2 separate regions of the Mus musculus genome follow, and region 2 is linked to region 1. A link is a contact called in public Hi-C data. All regions are on one chromosome and are shown on one strand. The core of a region is the stretch at or near the end of the contact, and the rest is flanking DNA. Distances in the headings are between cores, read along the strand shown. Region 1 has its middle 7.8 kb from the start of Gm39286. Region 2 overlaps Gm31718 (a long non-coding RNA gene).

Evidence for each region. Hi-C and Micro-C count contacts between places; a contact is called where the count stands out from the background.
Region 2: a Hi-C map of bone marrow-derived macrophages shows a contact between it and region 1, with 51 read pairs. The contact joins two enhancer-like sites. A contact is called at or near these places in 1 of 39 promoter capture datasets (embryonic stem cells), 5 of 15 datasets of contacts at CTCF or cohesin (the NIH/3T3 cell line, embryonic stem cells, large pre-B cells and 2 more), 42 of 484 Hi-C or Micro-C datasets (2-cell-like embryonic stem cells, B cells, CD4 T cells and 17 more), 37 of 115 datasets of contacts at active chromatin or transcription factors (the 230-238 cell line, CD8 T cells, the HPC-7 cell line and 25 more) and 1 of 9 other capture datasets (bone marrow-derived macrophages).

Annotation. Positions count from the first base shown.
Region 1 is chr8:126,576,085-126,583,306 of GRCm38.p6, forward strand. No RefSeq gene overlaps it. Among named protein-coding and RNA genes, the nearest start is that of Gm39286, 7.8 kb to the left of the region's middle. Within about 2 kb of position 4,912, at least 6 of the 459 cell types and tissues checked have an H3K27ac peak or open chromatin away from gene starts, as enhancers often do. A contact at or near this core is called in bone marrow-derived macrophages, long-term hematopoietic stem cells and pro-B cells, where this site is marked.
Region 2 is chr8:126,862,577-126,869,392 of GRCm38.p6, forward strand. The region is part of intron 1 of Gm31718 (a long non-coding RNA gene); the gene reads right to left. Among named protein-coding and RNA genes, the nearest start is that of A630001O12Rik, 17 kb to the left of the region's middle. Within about 2 kb of position 5,220, at least 100 of the 459 cell types and tissues checked have an H3K27ac peak or open chromatin away from gene starts, as enhancers often do. A contact at or near this core is called in bone marrow-derived macrophages, long-term hematopoietic stem cells and pro-B cells, where this site is marked.

The DNA.
Region 1 (7,222 bases), core at 3,662-6,161:
GCTAGATTATATAAGAGGTGAAATGTTGGCTCAGGTGAGAACACTTCAGTGGTGTAGCTGCCCAGAATCACCATGGTCCTGAAGTCACTCACTGCTTCCCCAAGCTGGACTTGGGGTGGAAAACTTCATTTGGCCCATTGGTGTCCTGAACCTGAGAAAAGTCATAGAAAACAAGGGAGGGTGGCATGAAGCCAGTAGACCTGAAGCCTGGATGTCTGTGGACTTTGCAGCTGCACTGACCAACTGTCTTTCTACTATTCACTCTACTGAGCCACTGTTCTTGGAATTTACACATGAAAGCACCAGAAATGTTAAGAGGGATCATTGGGCTGGAGAGATGGCTCAATGGTTAAGAACATTGACTGCTCTTCCAGAGGTCCTGAGTTCAAATCCCAGCAACCACGTGGTGGCTCACAACCATCTGCAATATGATATGATGTCCTCTTCTGATGTGTCTGAAGAGAGTAGCAGTGTACTCACATATATAAAATAAACAAAAAAAATTTTAAAGAGGGCTCATGGTATGAGAAAGCAGGAGCAAGAGAGAAGAAAGTCAGAAAAGTGGCCATGGTGACCAATTTTAGGTCATTTTCATTGGGCTAATGTGCCCAATTGTTTGGTCAAATCTAGAAATGTCTGGAGGCACTTAAATTTATTATTATTATTATTATTATTATTATTTATTATTATTATTTCACCAGAATGAATTGTAAATATTGATATTTAAAACAGTGGGTGCTGAGTAAACCAGGCTTCATCCAATCAGCTGAAAGCTGTCAAGGGCAGAACAAGATTTTCCTCAGAAGGACAGGGCCTCAGGCTGACAGCACAGAAACTCGCCTGAGTCTGTGACCTGAACACACTCAGCTCCTTGGGGAAACACCAGTGTATCACTCAGTGTATAGGTTGTGGACTCCTCCTCCCCACTTCCCCCTTGTATGTGTGTAAGGGCTTCTCCATGTGCACATACGGAGGGCAGAGAAGCACGTTAAGTGTCTCATTCTCTCACCCACTAGTCCCTTGAGACCGCCTCTCTCTAAACTTGGACTTGAGCTGGCAGCCAGCAAGCCCCACCAATTCCCCATGTATGCCCTCATAGCCTTGTGGTTACAAATGGACATGCAGCCATCCATGCCTGACTTTATACATACGCGTCTCGGGTTTGAATTCAGGGCCTCCTGCTTAGGCAGCAAGCACTCTTACCTGCCGATCCATCTTCCCATCCCTGTGCAAGTTGGGACTTTAAGATATATCGCTCACCAGGTGCAGGTCCTTGCCTGTAGTTAGAGCACTTACACTAGGAAGTCCTGTGTCCAAGGCCAGTTTGAGCTGCAAAACCTTGACTTGAAAATCCCCCAAACATTTCAAAATAAAAAATGGAAGATCCTGGAGCTGAAGAGATGACTCGGCAATTGAGGACTGGTTTCCTTCGAGAGTTTGGTTCCCAGCACCCACATCTGGTAACTCCAGGGGATTCAGTTCCCACCTCTGGCCTCCTTGGGACACACACACACACACACACACACACACACACACACTTAAATATTTAAAAATATAAAAGGGCCCATGAGATGTGTCATGGATGAAGGCCCCTGAGGCCAGTCCTTGGAACACACGTGGCATAAGGAGAGAACCGGTTCCTGCAAACTGTCCTTTAACTTCCACATACACACGTGCTGAGAGCACCCTCATTCTCCCAGGTGGGGGTGCAGGCAGGGGGAGGAGATCCAGGCAAGGTGGCTCACGCCTATTATCCAAGCACTTGTGGGACTAAGGCAGTAGAATTGCCCTGAGTGTAAAGCCAGCCTGGATTAAATAGTGAGTTGGGCTCCATACTGAGACGCTGTCTCAGAAAACTGTAATAAGGGCTGGAGAGATAGCTCAGCAGTTAGAATGTTAGCCGCTCCTCCAGGGGACTTGAGTTCAATTCCCAGCACAGACTCATCATCGGCACAGCACCCGTACACATAAAAGAAAAATAAACTTTTTAAAACAATAATGAATGATAACTCCCTATGCAGACATGTTACTTCCCTTTAACTTGAGAATGCCAGTTGACACTGTAATGCCATATTTGTTCACTAGGATGGGAACGGGCACTGGGACAGTGATTTCAGAGGTGATACTGAGGTAAGAGAATGTGTCCTTTGGACAGGGAGTCTAGGGCAGGCAGAAGAGCCCTCACCTCAGGACCAGTGATTAGGATAAGAATCTCCAATTCTAAAGGAGGCCTGAAGGTGGCGGGGAAACCGGATGGGATTCTGGCAAGCTGAGGCAGAGCCTGTTGTCTTGCAACAGGCTACCAGAGAGCCTTCTAGAAACTTTTCAAGAGCAATGATCCTTCCTGGGTAGAGAGGGAGACTTAAGTCACAGGGGAACTCAGTGGCACAGGGTGACCCTGGGTGTCCGGCAGCACGAGTCCTTTTTCATGCCTGGACTGGTCTGGGGACCGATGAGTGGGAGCCTCCATAGGGCGGAGAGAGTTTAGTGTGTCCTCCTCTAGCTACTCATGCCTTTCATGTTCTCTCCTGATGGGGGGTAGACCATCTCCCTAGTGTCTCTATGACATCTGACAAAGATATTTATAAGGGACCACACAGCAGCTGGAGAGCCCTGTGAAAGCCCCGAGCACAGCTGAATTAGGGCACCACTATTCACTGCCAGGCCTTCTCTTCCTTCTCATTACTTTGTTGTGCTTGGACTTCCCATAGGCCCAAGAGTGAAGGACACTAGGTCACTGTGGCAGGTCTTCTGCAGCCTCTCCTTTGACCTTTGAGCTCCTGGCTCCTGCTGTGGATCTCATGGCAGAGATCCTGCAGGGTGCTAAAGACACAGGACCCAATGACTTCCATGAGCTGAACCATGAGGACCAGATCCCAGAAAACTCTGTGTCTTCTGGGTCCCATTAGCGTTTGGAAGCACCATCAGGTCAGAGGAGAACTACTCAAGGATGTCGTCCTGATACTGGTCTCTGTGTTATAACTTACATATAATGAGGAGTCCCAATTTAATCCCTGAAACAAAGCCTGGAAGGGTAACACCAAGTTAAATAACAATAAAATAGCGTGTTTTCCTTACTTTGTGGCTCACGGTTCATGTTCACGATTGCTGCTATACTGGGCTGCCATCACTAGTCCCTCTATACCTGAGGCACAAAGAGGCCAAACTGGCGAGGCTGCCCGTCTTGGCTTTTCATCCCTTCAGAACCAGGTGTTTCTTGGTTGACAGAATGCTGTCTATGATGTGTGAGGCTCTGGGTTCCACCCTCGGTACTCCATAATCTGGGTGTGGTGGTACATGTTTCTCATCCCAGCACGGGAAGAGAAGACAGGAGGATCAAAGTTTAAGGTCATCCTTGGCTACATAGGGAGCTCAGGGCCAGCCTGGAATATGTGAGAGCCTATCTCAAACTAATTTAAAAAACAACTATGAACTAAACAGAAACAAGTATTCCGAGGAGAGATCACACACAGAGATCCTGAGGTAGGAGCATGCTTGGAAATCTGAGGAACAAGGAAGCCACGTTGCCAAAATAGAATGAGCAAGGACACCAACTGTGCCTGGGACGTAGCAGAACCTTGCAAACCTTTGCATTTGACACTAAAGGAGTTTTGTTTTTTGTTTTTTGCTTTTTTAAAAGGACACCAGAGGGATTTTAGTAAGGGAGAAAGAAGATCAGAGAGCAGACTTATGTTAAGAGAAAATTAAAGGCTTTTTGTTGTTTTTTTCTTTTTTTTAAAATTGGGTATTTATTTCATTTACATTTCCAATGCTATCCCAAAAGTCCCCCACACGCTCCCCCACCCACTCCCCCACCCACCCACTCCCACTTCTTGGCCCTGTCATTCCCCTGTACTGAGGCATATAAAGTTTGCACGACCAATGGGCCTCTCTTTCCACTGATGGCCGACTAGGCCATTTTCTGATTCATATGCAGCTAGAGACACGAGCTCCAGGGGGGTACTGGTTAGTTCATATTGTTGTTCCCCCTATAGCTCCTTGGGTACTTTCTCTAGCTCCTCCATTGAGGGCCCTGTGATCCATCCAATAGCTGACTGTGAGCATCCACTTCTGTGTTTGCTAGGCCCCAGCATAGTCTCACAAGAGACAGCTCTATCTGGTTTTGTTGTTTTTTTTTTTTAAATGTGTGGGTGTTTTGCTTGGATGTCTGTGTATCACCTGTGTGCAATGCCCATAGAGATCAGAAGAGGGCACCAGAGCACCCAGGAACTGGAGTTACAGGTGGTTGTGAGCCCCGAGTTGGGCACTGAAAATCAAACCCTAGTCTTCTGAAAGGGCAGCCTCTTTGCTGTTGTGCCTTCACTCCATTCCCCAGACCCACACTTTAGAGGGTCATCCATCTGCCAAGTTTGAGACTAAGCTTCAGAGGACATGGGCAGAACCTGGAAGAAGGACCCTGAAGCATCTGAGATATTCTACACGAGGCACGGTAGTGGCTCCACCAGGTAAGTCTCCAACATGTTGTCTTCTTCCTACTTATTTGAGACAGGGTCTCATGTAGCCCAGGCTGGTCTGGAACTAGCCATATTGCTGAGGGTGACCTTGAACTTCTGATCCTCCCAAGAACCAGGATTACAGGTGCGTGCCACCATGCCTAGTTGTTGAATATGTGTCCCTCCCGAACAAGGATGTGCTGACTGATTGGATAATTATGATAAAACCCTGATCAGGTCACTTCCAGGCTTATGGCCCAAGCAATGGGAAGGCGACCTCGACTTGCATGAAGATTGGGAAAACAGAGGTAATGAGACAGGCATGAGAACAGGAGCTTGATTTTGGATCTATCTAGCACAATGGGTTTAAAAAAAACCAACTGGACAGCTCACTGAATTTGGTGAGCAAGCCGCTTGGCACAGCCTGGCTGGTACCTAAAGGGGAAGTTGAATCTAGAGATGTTTTGTAGGAAGTCTGTATGCAAATATGGTTCGAACACTTGATACTGGATGAAACAACCAGAGAGAAATGTGGGCAGAAAGGAGTGAAACCAGGATGGGAAGGCAGCCAGATAGGTAGCAGGGTAGCAGTCATTTCTGCAAACAAACCGAAGACACTTTCTCTTTGCACCTACCTGATCTAGTCATAAGGGACATATCTCAAGTCACTAAGCGTTAAGCATCATGGAATGTGTACTACTTAACTTTGTCTGTTAATCCCTCTATAAGACCAAGAGGTAAGCCATCCCATCCCTAACCAGTTTCTCAGAAGACTAAACACAAAAGTTTAGAGAGGGAGGTACCATTTAAGTTTAAGCCATCAGACCCTAGCCCATATTCTTTGTGTGTGTGTGTGTGTAAAACATGGGTACGCATATATGTGTGCATATGTATATGTGTGTATATGTATATGTGTGTATAGGTATATGTGTGCATAAGTATATGTGTGTGCGTATGTATATGTGTGCATATGTGTGCATAGGTATATGTGTGCATATGTATACGAAAGTTCACTTGTCCCTGTCTATGTGTGTGGAATCAAAAGGTCAATGTTCTGTGCCCTCTATTGCTCTCCACATTACTTTTGAGTCAAGATCTCTCCCCGAACATGAAGTGCAATGATTAGCTAGGATGGTTGGCCAATGAGCCTGCCTCTCAGTACAGAGTTTCAAGCCTTTTTGCAGAGGTTACACTGCGTACCCAGCTCTTTGCATGGGCACTCTTGAGATCCAAACCTGGGTCTTCATACTTTCACGGCAAACACTTTAACAACTGAGTCACGCCTCCCAGTCCCCGTTCCTTACCAGGAGGCACATGCATACAGGGAAACCCAGGGAAACCAATCAGTGAAGACACGAATCACAGTGGGCAGGTGGGGGTCTGGTGGAAGCTTTCTCTCCAGTCACCATTCTTACACGTGCCATCTCTTTCCTACTGCAATGTCTGGGATTCCTCTGGGCCTTGGAGAGTCCCAACCTCACCCCAATGGTCCACAACCTCAGCAGACACCACAAGAGAAACCCCCTGGGGCTAACTGGATGGCTTGGTTTGCTGCTCACCCCTTGACTAAGTTCCTTCTCAAGCTACAAAGTTGTGGTTGACCAACTCTTCATGGCTTCCATGGCTTTTACTTTTTATTTATTATTTATTTATTTTTATTTTTTTGGATCCACTGGCTCTAGGGCACAGATATATGGTTCATCAGAAAATAAAATGAAATTTTACACATAGAACATCTCCATTGAAGTTAACCTAATGAAGGAGTTCTTTAATTCCTGCCCCCTCCATTTATTTTTTTTTGTTAATGCTTTTAGAAAATATATTTAAAATCCTCCACCCCCCACAACCACACAAATGCAGTCCTTGCTTCCAAAGTCACAGGTGGGTCAATGTCAAGCTGCTTTGTGGGCCTAATGATATGCTCAAGAGACTGTCCATGAATACCTCTGAACGGATTATTTTTAGAAAGTATTCACCTCTTCTATTTGCAGATCGTATTTTTATTTTATTTCCAATGGCGCCATTTATTCTCTAAGGTCACTGATGAAATAAGAAAGCCTGCACAGGGTAGAGTATTGATACCCAATGAAAATCAGCCTTTGGTCCCCAGCAGGAGGTGCCCTGTAGAACCCTGCTCTCCAGGAGTGAGCACAGCAGGGGGCGCCCTGCTCTCCAGTGTTTCAGAGGGACTCCTTGTTACCCACGTTCACATAATAACGGAAAATATTTATTTGGTGTAACCCAGCAAGCACCCTGTTGCCACACACCTAGTGCCTTTTCAGATCAGAACCCTGTCACAGAGACTGCCTGATTCTTAGCTCCTCTATGGGGTGAATACTCGTTGTTTTGTTGTTTTAATCATTAAGACAACTAAGTGTACATGATGCCATGAGATGCTCATAGTCTAGGAAGATTCCCCAGCCCTGTGTGTGGCAACTGCTGTGTGAAGCATAGGCAGAGAGGTGCGTTCCTAATGGAACTTAAAACTTCAGGTCTCAGCACAGAACTCTCTTGTGTCTCCATGAGAACAGCCTCTGGCTGTAGACACACAGCCACAGGGAAAGAACAGGAACTTTCTCTCAGAAGTTTGAACCAGGAAGCCTTGTGTGCTCAGTGTGCCTTTGATTTCCATCACAATTGCCTCTCAAGGTGCGAGCCAAGTCTCCAGGCAGGTTGTGAGTAGGATTCTAGACACACAAACCTCTTCAGTGTCCCATCCATGTGCTGCAATCGCTGTTGAAGCAATGGCAAGCTGTCACTAAGGCCTG
Region 2 (6,816 bases), core at 3,970-6,469, 290 kb after region 1:
CTCTGTGTGATGTTCTCTGTCTTCTCTGATTTCAGCCCAAGGCTCTGCAGGCTGCAGGGTGCTGTACGTTCAGGTTGGACTGGCAAAGTTCAGTATTCACAAGGGTGGCTATCACCACCCTCCTACACTCTCATCTCTACCCCCCACCCCCCACCCCGCCACCTCCAAAGGCAGCACAGCAGCCATAACAGGATAAGCCAACGTGAGGGTGTGAGCCGGGCACGTCCTCCTGTTAGGCTTCCTCAGCTTATATACAGTGAGCCAGAATTAGAGAGAAGGCTCGTCCTCCAAGGTGCCTGAAGATGACAGGGGAGGGACTCAGACTTCCCTGCCTTGTCAGTGCTGGAAACTGTTCTAATCACCAGCACACACTGCCATCCATTACCTGGGGGAGGCCTCATCTCTTCTGTGGCTCCCACCCTGAATTAAATACAGTGTTGGCTCTCGGAGGGCACGGGTTTTCTTAGGAAGATGAAAAGAGGGTCCCGATCAGTCTGTGGCAAATTACTCGGTTTTGCCAAGTATTTAGAGAGAGGGAAACAAAACAAAACAAAACAAAACAAAACAAAACAAAACGGAAGGTGGGACAGAACTATAAAGAACAGAAGAGGACAAAAGAAAAAAGAAACCTTGTTTTGTCCACTTGTGTTTCTTTGTTTCAGAAACAGGACTTGTGTCTGTCTCACAGCTTCACTGGCGACGTTCAGCTGGAGCTTACTGAGAGTAAACAGAGGGTCTGGGGAGGAGGCTCCCTTAGTAAATTGATTGTTGTGCAAGTTTAATGTCCTGAGTTTGATCTCCAAGCCCACATCTAAAAGGCAGGGGCGGTAGCATATATTTGTTTTGTTTTGTTTTGTTTATTTTTTATATTAGGTATTTTCTTCATTTACATTTCAAATGCTATCCCCAAAGTCCCCTATACTCTCCCCCTGCCCTGCTCCCCAACCCACTCCTGATTCCTGGCTCTGGCATTCCCCTGTACTGGGGCATGTGATCTTCCCAAGACCAACGGCCTCTCCTCCTACTGATGGCCAACTCCTCTGCTACATACGCAACCAGAGACACAGCTCTAGCGGGTACTGGTTAGTTCATATTGTTGTCCCTCCCATAGAGGTGCAGACCTCTTTAGCTCCTTGGGTACTTTCTCTATCTAGCTCCTTCATTAGGGGCCCTGTGTTCCATCCAATAGATGACTGTGAGCATCCACTTCTGTATTTGCCAGCCACTGGCACAGCCTCACAAGAGAGAGCTATATCAGGGTCCTGTCAGCAAAATCTTCCTGGCATATGCAATAGTGTGTGGGTTTGGTGGTTGTATATGGGAAGGATCCCTGGGTGGGGCAGTCTCTGGATGGTCCTTCCTACAGTCTCAGCTCCGAACTTTGTCTCTGTAACTCCTTCCATGGGTATTTGTTCCCCATTCTAATCCTAGCACTAAGGAGGTAGAAGCATGATCAGCCTAGTATGATCAGTGAGTTCTTAGGTCAGTGAGAGACACAGTCAACTGAGATTCCCCTGAAACCATGTGCCAAAGTAAATCCTTCTCTAAGTGTTTCTGCAGGGATTCTGTCACATAATGACAGTAACTCAGGCATCTTGCTTCAAGGTTTAAATCCCTGTGCACCATAGGTGGAATGTGAGCCAATAAAATAGCTACAGCAAACTGAGTGAGCCAAGGTATGGTGGCCTGTGCCTGTAACCCCAGCACCTAAGAGGCAGAGGTAGGAGGGACAGAAGCTTAAGGCCACCTTCAGCTGTACTGAGGTTCAGAGAGGCCAGATCCAGTCACCGGGCTTATGCAAAGAGCACCTTTAACTGCGGAGCCGTCTTTAAACTTCTTAATTCTTTACTTAACAATAGCTAGAAAAACTTTCTCATGTAAGGTAGCATTCGCTGCCTACACATACACGCACACACTCACACACACACACACAGAGGGACCTTCAAAGAACACAGGCTACCTCCCCTAGATAAGCAAAAGGTTTTTACTTCTGACCCTGCCGCTCTCTCTTGAACCCCGTTCTACCCTAAAACCTAACAAGCACCTGTGCATATATCTACGGAGAACAGAGGCAGGCCCTGATATCCACATCCCACACAGAGGTTTCAGATCCAAGTGGGCAGGAGACTGGGCTGTGCCTCTCTATGGCCCTCACAGAAAGGAGATGCTGGAGACAGCTGGGTCAGGGAGGGTAGCCACCTGCCACCTCCCACTCTTCCTCTGTGGGTCTGTTTACTGATCTAAAACGGAGAAGCAACCAATTAAACAGCAGTTCAAGGATTTGTTGCCATACCTGCTAGGAATGTTTAAAAACAAGATGAAATCTTGGCTGTAGAGGCACTCAGGAGGCAAAGGCAGGTGGATCGCTCCAAGTTCAAGGCCAGCCAAGACTACATGTGAGACCCTGTCTCAAAAAAAAAAAAAAAAAATTCCCAGAAAACTCTGAGCTAGGGAATTATATTAATTTGTATTTAGCATGTGTGTGTGGTATGTGTGTCTGTGCGGTGTGTGGTGTGTGTGTGTGTGTATGTGTGTATGCAGGGCACACATGTTGAAGAAAGTCAAGTAGTCAGGCTCAGCAGCAAGTGCCTTTACTGGCTGAGCTATGCTTCTAGCCCTGAGCTAGCGACTTCTAATTATCTCCCCAGCCCCATTTTATAGGTGAAACAACACAAAGCCCAGACACACCGTGCCCCTTTCTGGAGGTTATAAAGCCATACAGAAGCAGATCCTGGATTTGAACCCCAAAACTCTGGCTCCCACTGGTCAATATTCATGTTGCCTTCCATTGTTTAAAACAAACAAACAAAAAATCCAACTCCAAAACTGAAAGCACAGGCCTAACTTTTTAAACCTAACTTGCTGGGTAAGTTCCTTATCATGCGGGGTGGTAGGAAATGGGCCAAGCAATGCAGCCAAACCCCCTGAGACCCAGAGCTCCGGGCTTGAAGCTCCCCCAAACTGTGATGTTGGTCCCACGGTGCCCCTGGTCTGTGATAAGACAAAGACAAAGGACAGAGCACTTTGGATAATGCCACACATATCCACTAAGCTGTCTCTCCAATAGTCTGATTCTCGATTTCCACAGGGACAAATCACCTAGCAGTGCCTATGGGAAGGATGGAGGAGGCTCATCTGGGGAGAACCAGCCTGAAGCCAGTGAACCAGAAGAGAGAAAGGAAGTGGACAGGGATCCCAGAGCAGATTTGAATCCTGGCCAGGGCTCTGGGAAATATGGGAGGTGGGGACCAAAAGAAACCATGCCAAAAAGTACCAGTGCCCCCAAAGGGTGATATTCTGCCCCCCTCCCCAGATGCTGGTAGCCCAGGAAGACTCTAGATGCAGAGCCAACCTGGGCTGCAGAGGCTGAATCTTGGAGATCTTCCATGAGGGCCAGACCTGACCGTGCAACCAAGACCACCTTTTTATAAGTGTGTGCACATTCACGTGTGTGAGCATACATGAGAAGGAGCATAGGTCCTTGCATGTGTAGAGGCCAAGGTTGACATCTGATGTCTTCCTAGGCTGCTCCCCACCTTACTAGTCAAGATGGTCTCTCACTGATCACAGATCTTACCAGCTGGCTAGACACAGACTCACTGGCCAACAAGCCCCAGATACTCTCCTGCCTCAGCCTCCCCAACACGGGATTGCAGACAAGTGTGTGTCACCACACACAGCTTTTAATGTGGGCACAGGGGATCTGAACTCAGGTCCTTAAGCTTGTGGGGTAAACACTTCTCTGAGCATCTTCCCAGACCATGTTTCCCAATGGTTTTTTACTGCAACAAAACACACAAAGGAGAAAATAGAAACATACAAGAAACATACCATCTTAGCATAACATTCTGGAAAATAATATTCACATTGCTACAGCACTGTCCCCACACAACAACCAGTCTCTTAATTAGCTGCTGTCATCGTGAAACAATCATTTCCCACCCACCCCCTTGGTTGTACTTCTCCCCTACTCTGACATTTCTAATATCATGAAGAAGGAGAAGGAGAAGGAGAACAACAACAACAACAACAACCCAAGATTTAATCAGGCAAGGTAACTCAAACCTGTAATCTCAATTTTGAGAGGCAAGAAGATTGGGGCAAGTTTGAGGCCAGCCTGGGCTACATAGTGAAACTTTGTCTCAAAAAGTATCAAATTAAATTAAACTCCAAATGAAGGCACTAAGGAGACAGCTCAGTTTATAAAGTGCTTGCTGTGTAAGAAGGAGGACCCATGTTTGATCCCCACAGCCTAAATTTAAAAGCAGGGCATGGGGCTCAGCTTGTAAGCTTCCAACTGGGGAGGAACCAACAGCTGGGCCTCCCCCCCCCCCACCAACCCCAGGGTTTAATGGCCATCCAGCCTGGCCCACTCAGTAAGTTCCAGCCTAGTGAAAGATCCTATCTCAAAATAAGGTGACAGCACCTGAGAGACTGATTGGCCTCTGACCCCACATACATGCACACACATGTGCATGCACATACATGAACATCCATACGCATGCACACACACACACAAAAGGAAGAAGGAGCACAATCTAAAAGACTGCCTCACCAGGGGGCGTCCACCCTGAAGGATGCTCATGGGAGCATTTTTCTATGCTTTTCCCCCCTCAAGTTAAGAGGTAAAGGATGCCCAAAACTTTGGCTTTCCAAACCAGAAAGGCTGGGCGTCTCACAGAAAGCAGCAGGTTTTGATGCAGTCCCACGGGCAGCTGGGGTTCCCCCACCCCTACCCTCTGCTTCTTCCTCTCTCTCACCCCCTCCATGTCCCTCTTTGAGTGAGTTGGGTGGAATGGGAGGCCTCTCTGTTTTGCAGGCTGAAGGAAGCCCCCATTTCTCTGCATCACAAGTCTAGGAAGAGCTCCTGAGGAGTCGATGTGAGCTCCCTATTAGAGGTTCAGAGTGAAGGCTTCAGGACACACACACTCACACACTCACACACCAGCATCAAGCCCTCTTAGAGTCTGTGGCCCAGTGCCATCACTCGAGATTCTGTTCGGGTCCCTCTGAAGCCTTCGCCTGCACCTGCCAGCTTCCCAGACAGAAGTCACACCGTACAGTGAAGCATAGAAAACAGAAAGCCGTTAGCCCCCAGTGAATGTTATTTTTAATGAAAGTGGTACATTTTGAGTCACAGTGTTAAAACCAGGTCAGAAATGAATCATCAGAGAATCAACCACAAAGTCCCCTGGAGGTGACTGCAGATGACTGCCCTGTCACCAGCTCTGCACACGCCTCCCTGAGATTCTGTCACGCGGAGCCAGTGTGGGGCCACTGGGTGCCATGTCAGCTCAAAAGATGTTATGTTGTCACCAATGGGATTCCCCGGCTTGGTGATGTGGTGGTCCCACCCACACAAGGAAGCGGCCATCATCCTGCTAGGTCTATGATTACATCATCCTACTGGCTTCCAGGTAGTGTGTCTCAGATGGTGGAAAGAGATAAAAGGACCTGTTCCTCCCTGACCCGGACTCTACCTAGTGCCCACATCTCCTCCTGGCTATGGAGAGGCAGCCCAGGGGCTGAGAGATGGCTCCATCAGTAAAGTGGTTGCTATGCAAGCATGAGGATCTGACTTTGATCCCCAGCACCTGGCTGTGGTGGCATGTGCTTGTCATCCAGCTCTGGGAAAGCAGAGACAGGTGGAAGTAGAGGCAGGAAGATCCCTGGGGCTTATCAGCTTAGCCTAATAGGCAAACCCAAGCATTTGAGAAACCATGCCTCAAAAAGCAAGTGAAGGGTTCCTAAGGAACAATGTTCAAGGATGGCCTCTGGCCTCCAAACACAAATGCACACACATGCATGTACATGGGAACACACAAGATACCCATTTGAACATGTGTATAACACACATAGACACACATGCATACTTACACACATGTACACTCATATACACTCACACATACACACAAAAATACACACACATACATATACACAAATACACACACATACACATATACACACACACAAATACACACATGCATACACATATACACTTATACTCACACACACATACTCATATACTCACACATACACACACATGCATGGGCACACACACATACGCACACATACATACACAATTACACACATACTCATACATACACATACACATATGCATGCATACATGCACATACACACTTAAATTCAAACACACATACACATTCTCTCTCTCTCTCTCTCTGTCACACACACACACACGCACACACACAGGGAAGCTCAGGATGGGCTGCTGTGTTGAGTAATTTTATGTAAAGTTGACAAAAACTAGTCATTCATCTGAGAAGGAGGAACCCCAATTGAGAAATGCCTCTATAAGACTGGGCAGTAGGCAAGCCTATAGAATATTTTCTTAGTGAATGATGTTGGAGGGCCCTGCTGATTGTCCTGAGCTGGTGCTCCTGGGTTCTATAAGAAAGCAGCAGGCTAAGCCAGCCATGGGGAACAAGCCAATAAGTTACACGCCCCCATGGCCTCTGCATCAGCTCCTGTCTCCAGGTTCCTTCCCTGTTTAACTTCCTATTCTGACTTCCTTCAGTGATGGATGGGATGTGGAAACAAGCCAACTAAACCATTTCCTCCCTAACTTGCTTTTGGTCATGGTGCTTCATCATAGCCTCTGCCTTCTGGTTTCAGATCCTTAGACAGGCTGAATATTGACCCTGGCCACTCTGCTTCAAAGACCTCCTTCTAAGACCACACTAAGGATCAAGTGGAACGCACCATGCAGAAAACACAAGAGCTAGTTCCCTTCTGTGGAAGCAACAACAAATCACTCCTTTTTGGTGAAGGAGTTAAAGGCTCCTTTCTGGACCT